Linked DNA regions of Gossypium hirsutum: region 1 is linked to region 2. A link is a contact called in public Hi-C data. All regions are on one chromosome and are shown on one strand. The core of a region is the stretch at or near the end of the contact, and the rest is flanking DNA. Distances in the headings are between cores, read along the strand shown.

What was found. Hi-C and Micro-C count contacts between places; a contact is called where the count stands out from the background.
Region 1: a contact with region 2 is called in a Hi-C map of leaf, with 1.5 times the contacts expected there. The contact joins the promoter of LOC121208615 here to the promoter of LOC107897346 in region 2. A contact is called at or near these places in 2 of 34 Hi-C or Micro-C datasets (both in leaf).

The regions. Positions count from the first base shown.
Region 1 is chrA10:8,561,266-8,567,615 of Gossypium_hirsutum_v2.1, reverse strand. It overlaps LOC121208615 (nuclear pore complex protein NUP35), which reads right to left and starts at 2,805. Exons shown (of 4, transcript XM_041079744.1): 1 at 2,541-2,805; 2 at 1,440-2,047; 3 at 770-881; 4 at 1-359. The coding sequence starts at 2,011. The coding sequence ends at 57.
Region 2 is chrA10:8,374,021-8,380,824 of Gossypium_hirsutum_v2.1, reverse strand. LOC107897346 (protein SAWADEE HOMEODOMAIN HOMOLOG 1) reads right to left here and starts at 1,990. Exons shown (of 9, transcript XM_016822782.2): 1 at 1,606-1,990; 2 at 1,298-1,383; 3 at 1,181-1,226; 4 at 934-1,069; 5 at 303-363. The coding sequence starts at 1,656.

The DNA of each region.
Region 1 (6,350 bases), core at 1,556-4,055, 190 kb before region 2:
TCATAAATTCACTCTATTGAAATTATACGTCCTGTCTTGTGCTGATATGTAGATTCCTAAGATCCAAACAAGTACTCCATGACTTTGTTCCCTAGTGATTTTGTAGGGCTTGCCATAACACCTCCCGACTGTCGTGCATTGGCATTGCCGTTTTGAAGATAGTACGGTCGAGGTGGCCTGAAATTGTTAGACTCTGATGTTCTACTTGATGCCGGAGTCAAAGTCATGAAGCCCTGATTATTCAATCTTTCATTTAATGCCTCGCGTTGCATTTGATCCACTGGCTTCACACCAACCATTGGTACTCCATTAATTTGCATTCCATTCCTGCCAAGAGCCCGTTGAGCCTCGGATCGTTTCTACACCAAAAAGAAAGCAATCATTGCCATGTATTGGTTTTAACATTAGCATGTATGATTTCATCTCCTTCCAGTTCTGTTAATCCACAAGAGTCAAAAGACTTTCACATACAACAATGCGTATATTTCAGAACAGATGACACAAGATTAAACATAAAGATGGGATAAAAAGAACACAGCCTAATTGTTAACAAACATATCATTCCAATCAACTACTTTTTAAATTAATCTCGGACTCGTTTTTGTTTCTTATACAAATAAAGAAAATGGCACGAACAAAACAGATTGGTATAAGGGAATTAAAAAGAAAGATAACCAGGGTACATAATACTTCTCACAAAAGAACTTAACAAATATCACTAAACAACATTAAGAGGAAGGAAATAGGAAGATGGAGACAGAAGATTCACCGAATAAAGAATGTGGATCCAGTTAGCATCTCTTGGCCCAGGAACATGTTTCAATATCACACCACACTTTTCAAACTCTCGCAAAACTAAATTTGTATCAGCAGGAGAAAATCTGGAAAGAAAGCAAATATTAAAGCCAATGGGGTCTTGCATACATATAACATCAAAACAACACCATCAGTTTAACCCCAAATGTTTAGGTTGAACACTTTGTTTTACTAGACAAACATGCTATGATAAATGTCATCACGAAGAAGGAAAATGTTAAAATTTAAGGCTGATTTATCAGAAGGTTCTATATTGAGGAGAGTGGATCAAACAAACAGATAGAAGATTTCAGGCTGCACTATTGAACATTGAGAAATCTAGCAAGAAGTTTCCATTTTTCAACAAGTAGACAAAACCACGCTAGCAATTATTCAAAACATTTAAGCGGATAGCATCAAAATAATTATGTTTTTAACCTGACACATAAAGGTATGAAATTTTAGAAAACTGAATAAGGATAATATAGGGATGCAGATAAATGTCCAGTAAAATAATAAAAGCAAAAGTTACGTCAGAAAAATGAGGCCACATTACAGGAAAAAACACTACTGATTGCTAGAAGACAACAAGACAATATATCAACTATTAAGTAGAACATGAAAGAATGGACTATGAAGCATACCCATAAACAGTAACCCATTCTTCCTCATCTAGATTTGCTGTAGGTACGGAGTTCCTCTGTATCTCTGGCCTAGCAACTGCCCTTAGAGGTGGAAGTGTGATCAATGCACCAGGCTGAGCCATGCCGTCAACGGGAGAGCCCTTTCCCTTGTCATCTTGCTCACTACTACTTGACTTGGGTGACCACCAACTCGAACTCCCTGGGCTCTGCTGATTCGACTGCCCATTAAGTACTGCAAATGAAGTGCTAGCCCTTGACTTGTTCGTTGCTGGAGTAGAGAAGTCACGTCCAGAACTTCGGACTGGAGTTCTTGGATCTGACTTGATTTCGGAAGATATAGGATAATCCAATACTCCAGATTCGGGTGAAAAATCCACACGGTCCTCCAAGGTGTACATAGGAGGAGGCGGAAGATCTGAGCCTCTGAAATTGTCTCGCCATAAAGCCGAGACTGCTGCTGCTTGACCTGGACTAGAGAATTTCCCTTTCCGGGCAGAGATTGGTGATGCCAAGTCTTGGAAAAACAATGACTGCCTCCCTGATTTTGGAGTTCTATGAACCACAGTGCTCATTTCTTTCTAGATTATAAACACTTAATAAAGATTCATCTACACAAAGTTACAAATAATGTCATTAGCTTTATCAAAACCTGATGAACCATGTTCGTAAAAACTTGATGTATCAAAACCACAGTGCTCATTATTTCCAAAGTATGATCACTTAATAAAGAGTCCTATATACAAATCATATCATCAGCTTTATAAAAACCTGATGTACCAACTTATACAATATCAATTTTCAATAAGCTCTAAAACCCCCAATTTTAAGATGATCAATAGAATGTTTAACATTCAACAATAATAACTTCAATAGTTTAGTTAACTAAAGCTGATTCTTTTGTACCTTGTTTTCTTCTCTTGGATTTATTTCTATTAAATTATCCAAACAGATTATCAGATCAATCAATAGCTTAACCTTACAAATTTTTCTCCAGCTATTAGACAATGAACCACTTTCGTAGCTCAATTCCCTTAGCAAACCATTTCATTGACATTGTAGATGTATATATAAACAGAATTAAACAAAGAAAAGAGATCGAACCTTTGAGTTGAGCTCCGTTTGGATTACCCTTCCAAATTGGAAAGCTGAAGAACAAAAATCTTCTCAGCAACAATTCTAATTTTTGAAACGCTAAATCTTAGATCCTCTTCAGAATTTGTGTTTTGATTACTGTTCTGATTCTGCTTAAATCACGTAAAAGAAAAAAAAAGCTTCATTTTCCGTTTGTTTTCGCATTACAGTTTTTTTTCCCCTAAGACCAGACAATTTCGGGTAAAAGCACCGGAGAAGTCCCTGTACTTGTGGCGGATTGCATTTCGGTATCTATACTGAATAAATAGACAAATTAAGCCTTATACATTTCAAAACGTGAAAATTAGCTCCTCCATTAAATTTTATCTGTTAAGTGATGATGTGGAACATTAATTTAAATAATTAATTATCAATTTGGTACTTGAACTATAATTAAAATATCATTTAGTAATTCTAAAAATTAAAAAATCTTAAAAATAAATATAAATTATTAAAAATATTAAAAATTATATTAAAACAGTTTTATAAATAAAAATTTCAAAAAATTTAAAATACGTATGTAAAAATCTAAAAAAAAAAAAACTTGAATATCAAACTTTCCAATCGAAACCAGACACCATCGTTTTTTTTACATGAAATTTTTTCCTTATTCTAGAAAACCCAAAAAAATAAAAAATAAAAAAAAATATAGTAGTGGAACAACCAAATGGCAAGGGAAACATCTTGGAAGAGAAGTGGAAAAGCAATCAAGAATCAAATGAGGGGTTTTAGAATATTAATTTTCTTGGAGCTCTTCGTACAGGATTTTTTTTGATGGACCAGTTCAACATGGTGATTAAGTTTAATTTGTATGGTTTTCATTTGACATAATACATCAATCACCTGTCATTTGTGTGAATTTTTTTTTAAATAAACATACTATATTAACATAAATACCATTTACTATATCTAAATTGAATACTTTTAAAATTCTATCATAAATCTGTAAATCTTCTTTCCCATTAAATGACATTTAAGCTAGATAATTAGTAACTCGATTATTTTCTAGAGGCATATTTTAGAATTCAATAATTTCATGTATCAAAATTTGATGAATCTGTCTAATTAAAATAGAATTTGAAACTGCCAATTAACTACCTTGAATACCTTTAATTATCTAAAATTGTCTATTTTATTATAACTGTACGTTTGAAGAAGGAAATTTGTGTGAATATTTGAACAAAGATATTTTGCCATGTTGTTTACCCCAGCTGCCATACTATTAGTGGGTTTCCTTCAATTTAAAACACCCCAAAAGCTTTTATGGAAGCAAAATTTTTTTCCTTCAATGAAAATCATAAATTTTTTAGAATTTTTTACATATTTATTTTGAATTTTTAGATTTCCTTAATTATAATATTTTTTAAAAAAACATTTTAGCATAAATTTAAAAAAATTATATTTACTTTAAGAAATTTTTAAATTTTTTAGAATTTTTGTTAAGAGTGTTTTTTAAAAAAATTAAAAGATATTTTAGCTATAGTTTAAGAACCAAATTAGTAATTAACCATTTAAATTAATATTTTACACCATTATTTAACCGATAAAATTTAATGGATGAGTTAATTTGTACATTTCAAAATGTAAAAGGGTTAATTTATCAATTTTTTAATAGTGTGGCTGAAATATAATTCATCCCTAAATATAAGAGCTTCCTCGATACTTTCACCAATAATTTCTATTATTTCAATTCGAATCAAATTATGAGAAAAAAAATTATTTTTCATTAGTAAAATTAAATTAATTAAGAACATGATAATTATGAAATTGCCCAAAATGGAGAGTGAAGTAAAAATTCTAAAAAAAATTTAAAATAAAACGTGATAAAAAAAGAGTAATTTTATTCGAAATCGTAAATATCTTAAATAATGTAAATCTAGTTATGTTTGTGATTATGATACATAATATTTCCTCGTTATTTTGTTGAATTACCATTAAATATTTTAGAATTTTTAAAACTTTTGATGGGAATGGTCGATCATTTATAAATATAAATGATGAATTTAAATTTATTTTAAATCTGCTCATTTTAAAATATTTATATTATTTTCAATTTTTTAATATAACAAAAAAAGAAGAAGCTATAGTTGATAAAAATTAAAAAGTGCATAACAACATATTTTCAATAGTTAATACATATTAATATTAAATTACATAATTGATTTTTTCTTTTTCATTTCAATGATTAATAAACAGTTATAAACATACCAATATTAGCTTTATTCGTTGTAATGAATCAGAGCATAAATCTCAACATCTGAAAATAAATAACAAAGTCCTTAGAAGAGTCTCTAAAATTAAATTTACAAAGTAAACTAGGATTTGCTACCCATTCTTCTCATAGCATTAGAGCATCAACACAACAATTTACAAGAAAGGTACATGTGAATAATTTACTTTACAACTATAAATAATATTATTATTTTATACATTGATAACATAATTAATTTATTTACATAATTTTTGCAGAGATCAAAATAATGAAGATGAAAAATGTATATTTTTTTAAATATTATATAATTACCTAATTATCATTTGAAATTTATTTAATTATACAATATTATATATTGTACTTATGTATAGTAATAATTACTTGTATTAATTGTATGAATTAAATTTCTTTATTTTTTGAGTACAAATAAATATTTTTAATATTATATACTTACTTAATTATCATTTGAAATTTATTTATTTTTAAAATGTTATATATTGTAATTCTATTTAGTAATAATTGTTATATATTTATTTACTTATTTCTTCCTCAACATGCCTATAGTCATCATCTCTAGGATCTAACTTGCTCTGAAGGACTGAAAGGTTAGAATTAGTTAGTTGAAAATCATCTCTGGCCATGCTTAGAACTAGTTCAGCAAATTTATATTCCTTGTGGTTGTTCAAGATCATAAATCAATTAACTAAAGCCGTGATTGGAAATCAATGAGCTCTAAAAATGATAGTTGCGATCGTAAATCAATGAACTGTTTAAGTGGAGTTGCGATCGTAAATTGACGAACTCTTAATGAAGTGTTCATTATCGTAAATCAATTAACTGAAGCCATGATCGTAAATCGGTGAGCTTTAAAAATGATAGTTGTGATTGTAAATTAGCGAACTGTTTAAGTGGAGTTGTGACCGTAAATTGACAAACTCTTAATGAATTGTTCATGATTGTAAATCAATAAACTGAAACCATGATCGTAAATCAGCAAGGTTTAAAAATGACACATGATCAGCGGATCGTGAGATTCGTAAAATCCTGTAAGTAGAAGGTCATGATTGAAAATTAGCTGAAGCTTTTCAAAATGATCCTTGTTTTTCTAAGCAGATTGATCCATTTCAAGCCTCCTTTCAGTAGTATGGTGAAGATAAGTAGCTTCAGCCTCACAAAGACAATGTAACAAAAACGATTCCTCTATCATCTATATTTCAATATCAATTTTGAGTTCTTCTTTAACACGCCTATATTCATCATCTCTAACATCTAACTTGCTCTGAAGGGCAGAGATGACAGAATTAGCTAGTTGAAAATCATCTTTAGCCATGCTTAGGACTAGTTCAACAAATTTACATTCATTGTCAACCGAGAAGTGCTCAAGATCATAAATCAATTAGCTAAAGTCGTGATTGGAAATCAATGAGCTTTAAATATGATAGTTGTGATAGTAAATCAGTGAACTGTTTAATCGGAGTTGTGATTGTAAATCAGCAAACTCTTAATGAAGTGTTCGTGATCGTAAATCAATGAACTGAAGCTGTGATTGTAAATAAACGAGCCTTAAA
Region 2 (6,804 bases), core at 741-3,240:
ACTATTTCCGGCTTTCTTAGTTTCTTTTCTATTCATCTGGGAGATTAATCTTTACCATAAATGTCCATGATTCCACACAACTTGACTAATAAGGGGTGCTTTATTAGATTCCTATTTTGGACATCCTCTTAGCATTCTTGATAAATTAGATACTGAAATCCAATCTAAACCTGAAATTTCGAGTCAATAATTTACTTCAAGATATAATAGCGAAGGTGTAGGCTTATAATGGCTTCTCTGAAGGTTAGACAAAAAACATTTGAATGACTTTTGCATGCCTTCATCAATATAGTCTTCCTCACCATGCATAATCTTTTGCTGATCTGGCTTCAAATGACAACTCCTTAAGGTCTTCAACTGTACCTGCATTAAAATGAATACAAGAAAATCCATACAGTTTCAGTTTCAACCAGAAAATAGAAGAACTTTGCAAGTTGGATAAAACACTACTTTTAAAATTTTGTGCTATTCATGATAGTGATAATTGTAACCATCGCCTCCAATTGTATATGTATATATGGTTGCTTGGCCTTAGAAATGAACCAACTTGAATGGTAGCTTTGGCTCGATTAGTTGACATAATTCAGTCAAGAATGCAGGCTAATCATGATAGTAATCTCTGCTTCTAAACTGAGTTTGAAAGAAGGGTATTAACATCAGCCTAATTTATGACAAGTAGCGGTTAATCGATAATGGTTAAACTATCAGACATTCATTTCATTCTTTTCGCTATGCAAGTTTTAAAATATTCCTTTTAGCACTTGTAAAACTTCAAACTTTATGAAAGTGACATCTTGATGTAGCAGCTAGCAAGTAAAGCTAGACAAAGCTAGGTCATATAGGATGAATCAAGCAACAATTCCCGAGTAACCATAAGATATTTACCGATAAATTAGACTAAAAAAATGTACACTATGATGCCAACAAGTAAACCTTTTCGCTTTTGCATGACCTCTAGCGGTTTGCTTGAATCTTCACCAGAAAGATCAACAAATAGCTTTAAGGCCATTGCTGATGACTCTTGCTGAGTTTGTACCTCCATTTGTTTTTCTTGGAAAAAAAGTTGGACCTAAAAGACAAAAAGAGAGAGAGAGAGAGAGAGAGAGAGAGAGAGAGAAGATTTGTGAATGCCATTATGAACTTAACATGAAATCCGTAGGTACAACGAAATAAAACAAACCTGTTGCCATGTTATAGTAGATTTTCCAAGACGGTTTGAAGAGCAACTGTAAGAACAAAAAAACCCAAAGTAAGGAAAAAATAATAATCTTTTTATTTATAAAATAGAAAAAATCACCTGAATCTGGTAGCTAGATTGTTGCAGAATTCCTCATTAAGCGTTTCATCTCCTATTGCCTTGTACTTGTTCTCCATTTCCAGAATCTTTTAATCAGAGGGGAAAAAATGAGGATGTTTGGGAGATTAAAGAGGGAAAATCAAGAGGAACAATACAAAAGGGGAATTCAAAGAGAGGAAGGCGCTTCCATTTATGCGATGATCAAAACAGAAAGATTAAGCATAGGTAGAGAGGGAATTGAGGGTGGTCAAGAAGTTAGAAAAAAAAAAGAGGGGAAATGAAGAGGCAGAAGAGAGAGAATTACTTACCTCAGCTAAGGTGAATTCAGAAAGGGAATCCCATGAATCGTTGTCCACCATGTCTGACCAAAATCTGAAAAATCTTTGCCGTCGACACGACAGACACAGAATCTTCAAAAGTAACTTGGGTTTTGTTTTGAGGTTTACTTCTACTATTATTATTATGTAATATGTCGGAGGTTTTTAATTTTATTGCTATCTTTTCAGCGAGTATGGACACTCAAACCTGGCCCAACCCAATTCTTTTCCATTGAATTTTTCTTTTTTCTTTTTAATTTTTTAACCAAGCATAGAGTCCACCATCTCTTGTTCTTTCGAGCTAAATATTGATGGAACTCACATTCCGTATTCAGGATTGGCATTTTCGGCAGCAATAGCAAAAGATGAATACTGTAGATGAATGTGAAGATAGGATATGCTAATTGCGATAGAATTATTGTTGAAATTGGATGTACTCTAACGGTCGAAATCTTTCTTTTGAAAACGGGGTTACTTTTATTTTGAAAATGAAAAAAAAAAAAAAGTCAGCGACTAATTTTTTTATGAAGTGTGATTGGATCACATCATAATTTGATCATTTTAATAAGAGATTTGATTTCTTAAAATGATATTTTTAGTTTACGAAAATCTAGAAAATAAGTTCGGGAGTCAGTTACATACGAGGAAGGATTAGCACCTTCGTAACGCCCAAAATTAGTACCTAGTTGATTAATTAATGTCTTAGCATCGAAAGTTAAAAATTCGAAAAAAAATTTAAAATACGATCCTTTTTTGCATTATGCATTTTAAATAAAATCTCTTGAATTACTGAAAACATGTAAAAGGACCTTTTTTTTTTGAAGTAATTAACAGGTCATTTCTCGTAAGTTAGGATACGACACATTAAATCCCTGAAAATAAGTTGTCCTTTTACTTTATTATTTGATCGAATCTCATGTATTTAAAAATTTAAAGGATGTTCGATTATTTAGGATTAACAAGAAAATCGAAACCCCGTAAGTTATGGTACAACTTCTCAAATCTCCAAATACGAAACATTGGCTATTTTGAAAACCTTTTTTAGAATAATATCAAACGTAATATTTAAAACAATGTATTTTTCTTATTCAGGATATAACATAAAACGGCTTATTATTCAATAATACATTTAAATGTGATTTTTTGACGTGATTTTAACGAAATGAGATAAGAAAACGAAACGATGATATAGATGAAATGTCATGTAAATGACGTATACTAATAAAAACAATTTACAAGCATCACATAATGTACACTATTTTAACACTAATATGAACAATCAAAGATAAATGAAATAGATAGTAACAATAGTAATAATACCAAAGCATACACATAAAAGGACAACACCAACTTAAAAACAAAGAAATAAATAAAATAAATACATAAATAATGTAAGAGAAAATAGTTTATAAAAGTATTGAAAATATAAAACCAAATTAAAATATAAATGAAATTTAAAGGTACAATTTGGAATAAAATATATAAATAAATGAAATAATAAAATAATAATAATATATGTACAAGTAAAAAAATCTAATTTTAAAGGTATAAAAAGGGTAATAAATAGATAGAATTTAGAGATGTGCATGAACCGGGCGGCCCGGCCCGGCCCGAAGGCTCACCCAAAAAATAGAAGGGTTTGGGTAAAAATATAAGCACGAAAAATAGACTTGAACAAAAAACGAGGCCCATTTAGAAAACGAGCTGGGCCCCGGGTAAGATTTTTTTTTGCCCAGGCCCGGCCAGATTTTAATATTAAATTATTTTTAATATTTTTTATTTTTAATTTTAAGTAACTTTAGTACTTTGACTTTACTTTTTTTTGTTGTTTTTAATGTTATTTTGATATTGTAAAACTTTTGTTATTAATATAATTGGTTCTTAATTTAGTTCTAATTTGTTTCAATTTTTCAATTTTAATATAATTACTTTTTATTATATTTTTAATTTATGTATTATTTTAAGAATTATTTTAGTCTCATTTTTATTTGTTTTTTTTATTTTAATATTTGTTTTTATGTTTTTAAATGTATTTGATTTATTATATTTTAAATTTTTTTATTTAATAAAAAATAAAAAAAATTAATATGGCCAGGCTGGGCTTGGGCCTACTATTTTTTCCCGGGCCAGGCTTGGACAAATTTTTAGGCCCATATTTCGGGCCAGGCCAGGCCCGGGCATTGAAAATGGGCAAAATTTTTTGTGGGCCCGACCCTGCCCATGCACACCTCCAAGATAGAGGTGATCATGGGCCAAGCTGGGCCGGGTTCGGGTCGGGCCCATACAAAATTTTAGGCCCGTCTACTAGGCCCAGGCCTGAAATACGGGCTTAAAATTGCTAAGCCCGACCCAAAATAAAATTCCTAAGCCCGAGCCCGACCCGGCCCGACCCATATTAATTTTTTTTCTTATTTCATTAAATAAAAAAATTTAAAAATATAATAAATCAAATATATTTAAAAACATAAAAACAAATATTAAAACAAATAAAATGATACTAAAACAATTATTAAAACAATACACAGATTGACAATATAATAAAAAATGGTTTTATTAAAATTTTAAAACGATTAAAAATAAAATAAAAAATATATTAATATATAATTCGGGCTGGGCCTGGGCCAAAAAACTCTTACTCGAGGCCCGACCCATTTTCTAAAAGGGCCTTTTTTTTTGCCCAAGTCATTTTTCGGGCCTATATTTTTACCCAAACTCTCCCATTTTTCGGGCGGGTCTTCGGGCTGGGCCGAGCTGCCCAGCCCATGATCAGCTCTACTTTAAGATAGATGAATAGATAATAAAAAAATAATAATAGATAACAAAATACCAATAATAATGAAGGCATAAATAAAATAAATAACTAATGAAAGAAAATAAAAAATGAAAGAATAATAAGTGAATACAAGGATAAAAATAAATAAATGTATGAATGAATGTAAAAATAACTAAATAAAATAAAGCAAGAATAGTGTGCAAATAAAAGAATAAATGTTTGAAATTAAGCAAATAAAGGATTAAATTGGAATTAAAATGAAATTTAGAGCCTAAATTATAATAAAATAAATGAATAAACACAAAAAACACTAGATTGAAACTCGAATGGAATTTAAGGGGCATAAATCGGAATAAAAAATGAGGTAAAAGACCACATTGAAAAGCGCCAATAACTTAGAGGGACCAAAAGGGAAAATATTTCTGCCCTCCAAAACGCAGCACCTTACACGAGGCTAAAATGCAATAAAAGTAAAATTCTAGGGCAAAATCAAAAGAAAAAAAGAACAAAAATGATCTAATTGAAGCGGGCCAAAGAAGCGGAAGGACTAAACAAGGAAATATCCCTTCCGCTTAAAAAAACACAAGGATCCTTAACCTGGAGCGGGTTGGGTCAGCCTATTTCGCATCAAAACGACACCTTTTAGCGTCTGGGGTCATTAAATCAAAACGACGCCGTTTTGATAAGTTATATAAACCAAATTTTTACCCAAAAATTTCATTTAGCCCATTACTTTAAAAAAAGCTTAAAAAAAACCTTTCAAAAATTCTCTCAAGCCTTCCCACGTCCGGCCATAGCTCCAGCCAGTCGCCACCGCGTCGGCTGCTGGTCGCTGACGAGGACGCCGTTGTCTACGGCAGCCGGAAAATTAAAAATTTTCTTTTCTTTTTTGGCGATAGAAAATCAATAAGTCTTCTTCCTTTTTTTATTTATATTATATAAGTATATGTATAAAAAAAACATAATCGAAAAAAAGAAAAATAAAAAAATAAAAATAAAACCACCTTTTAGTTTCTGATTCGATTTCCTCTTTTGTATTTCTTTGCTTGTTTTTTGTGAACTTCTTTCTCTATTTTTTTATTTAAAAAATCTCTCCTTTTACATTGATCTCTTTGTGGCTTTTATAACCACATTGATACAATATTTTATTTTTGCTACTGTTTGTTGTCAATCTTTGCTACTGTTTTCTTGCTGTTCTGCTTTTGTGTTCTTTGCAGGTTTGGTGGTCAACAGAGCGAAAGCTTCGGCTTTTTTCATTTTGGTGCAACGGAGACAGTCCTCGGGCAATGTGCGCATCACGGAGGCACGTGGGTGGCAGCAGGAAATCGCGACACTGAAGGCTAGCTAGGGTTTCAGCTTTGTCGAAACTAGTTTAGGTGCTGGGCCTATCAAGCCATTAGGGTTTAGGTTAATTTCAGGCCTTTTGGGCCGAATGTAACTTGGGTTATTTGGGCCTTTTTTTTGTGTAAATGGACTATTAAACTTTTAACTTATTTCTTTGGGTTTTTTTTTTTTGGTTTATGATGGGTCGGGCAAAAATGGGCTTCTACACTAGCTATCAAGGAAATTCAAGGAGGCATTTAAAGTCAGGGGAACAGAGATTTGATTTTAAGAATTTAAGAACTATGCATAAGTGATTGGCATGTGGAAATTAAATAGATACCAAGGATGCGAATTTTGCTCATCATATTCTGATTGGATTGATGAAGGGAATTATCTATTGATCCCAAAATATTCCATGTAGCTCCTTCAAGGGTTGCTGACCAGATATGATTAGATAGACGATTCTTGATGCCTAATCTTGTTGATACTAATATTATTTTCTTATTGATACACTTATTTTTTTTGGTAAAAAAAAATCATAAACTTTGTTGAATTTCATACTTGTGATTCAACCACCTCAATTGAGAATTTTTTTTATTTTTTGCAAACTAAGCCTATTTATTTAGAGTAAATTACACTCAATACCATTAAATTAAAAAAAATATACATTATATTTTCGACGCTGTTAATTTTAGAAAGTTATAGAGTAAACCCTAACAAATGGTACGAACAAGCATCCGTCAATAATAAAGAAGAAATTACATGAGACCACTCTTTACAAACATTAAAATAGTCCATACAATTAGAATTATCCCACGAAGCATCACTACTTCCAATTATCTTCTGTGAAAGTGTGTTTCATCAGTTTAATCTGAATATTAAAAAGTTGTATTAAAGCTTTTAGGATGATAAGTTGTAATATTTGTGAGGATATGAAACTTACAAATTGTAACAAATTTATTAGTAAATATTTGTACACAGCCATGACTTGTAAGTAGGTAAAAGATTATTCTATAATAAAACTATTATAACTTGTAACTTGGCTCAACCGGCCAAGTTAATCAATAAGGATGTTCCAATAAAAGACAGACTAT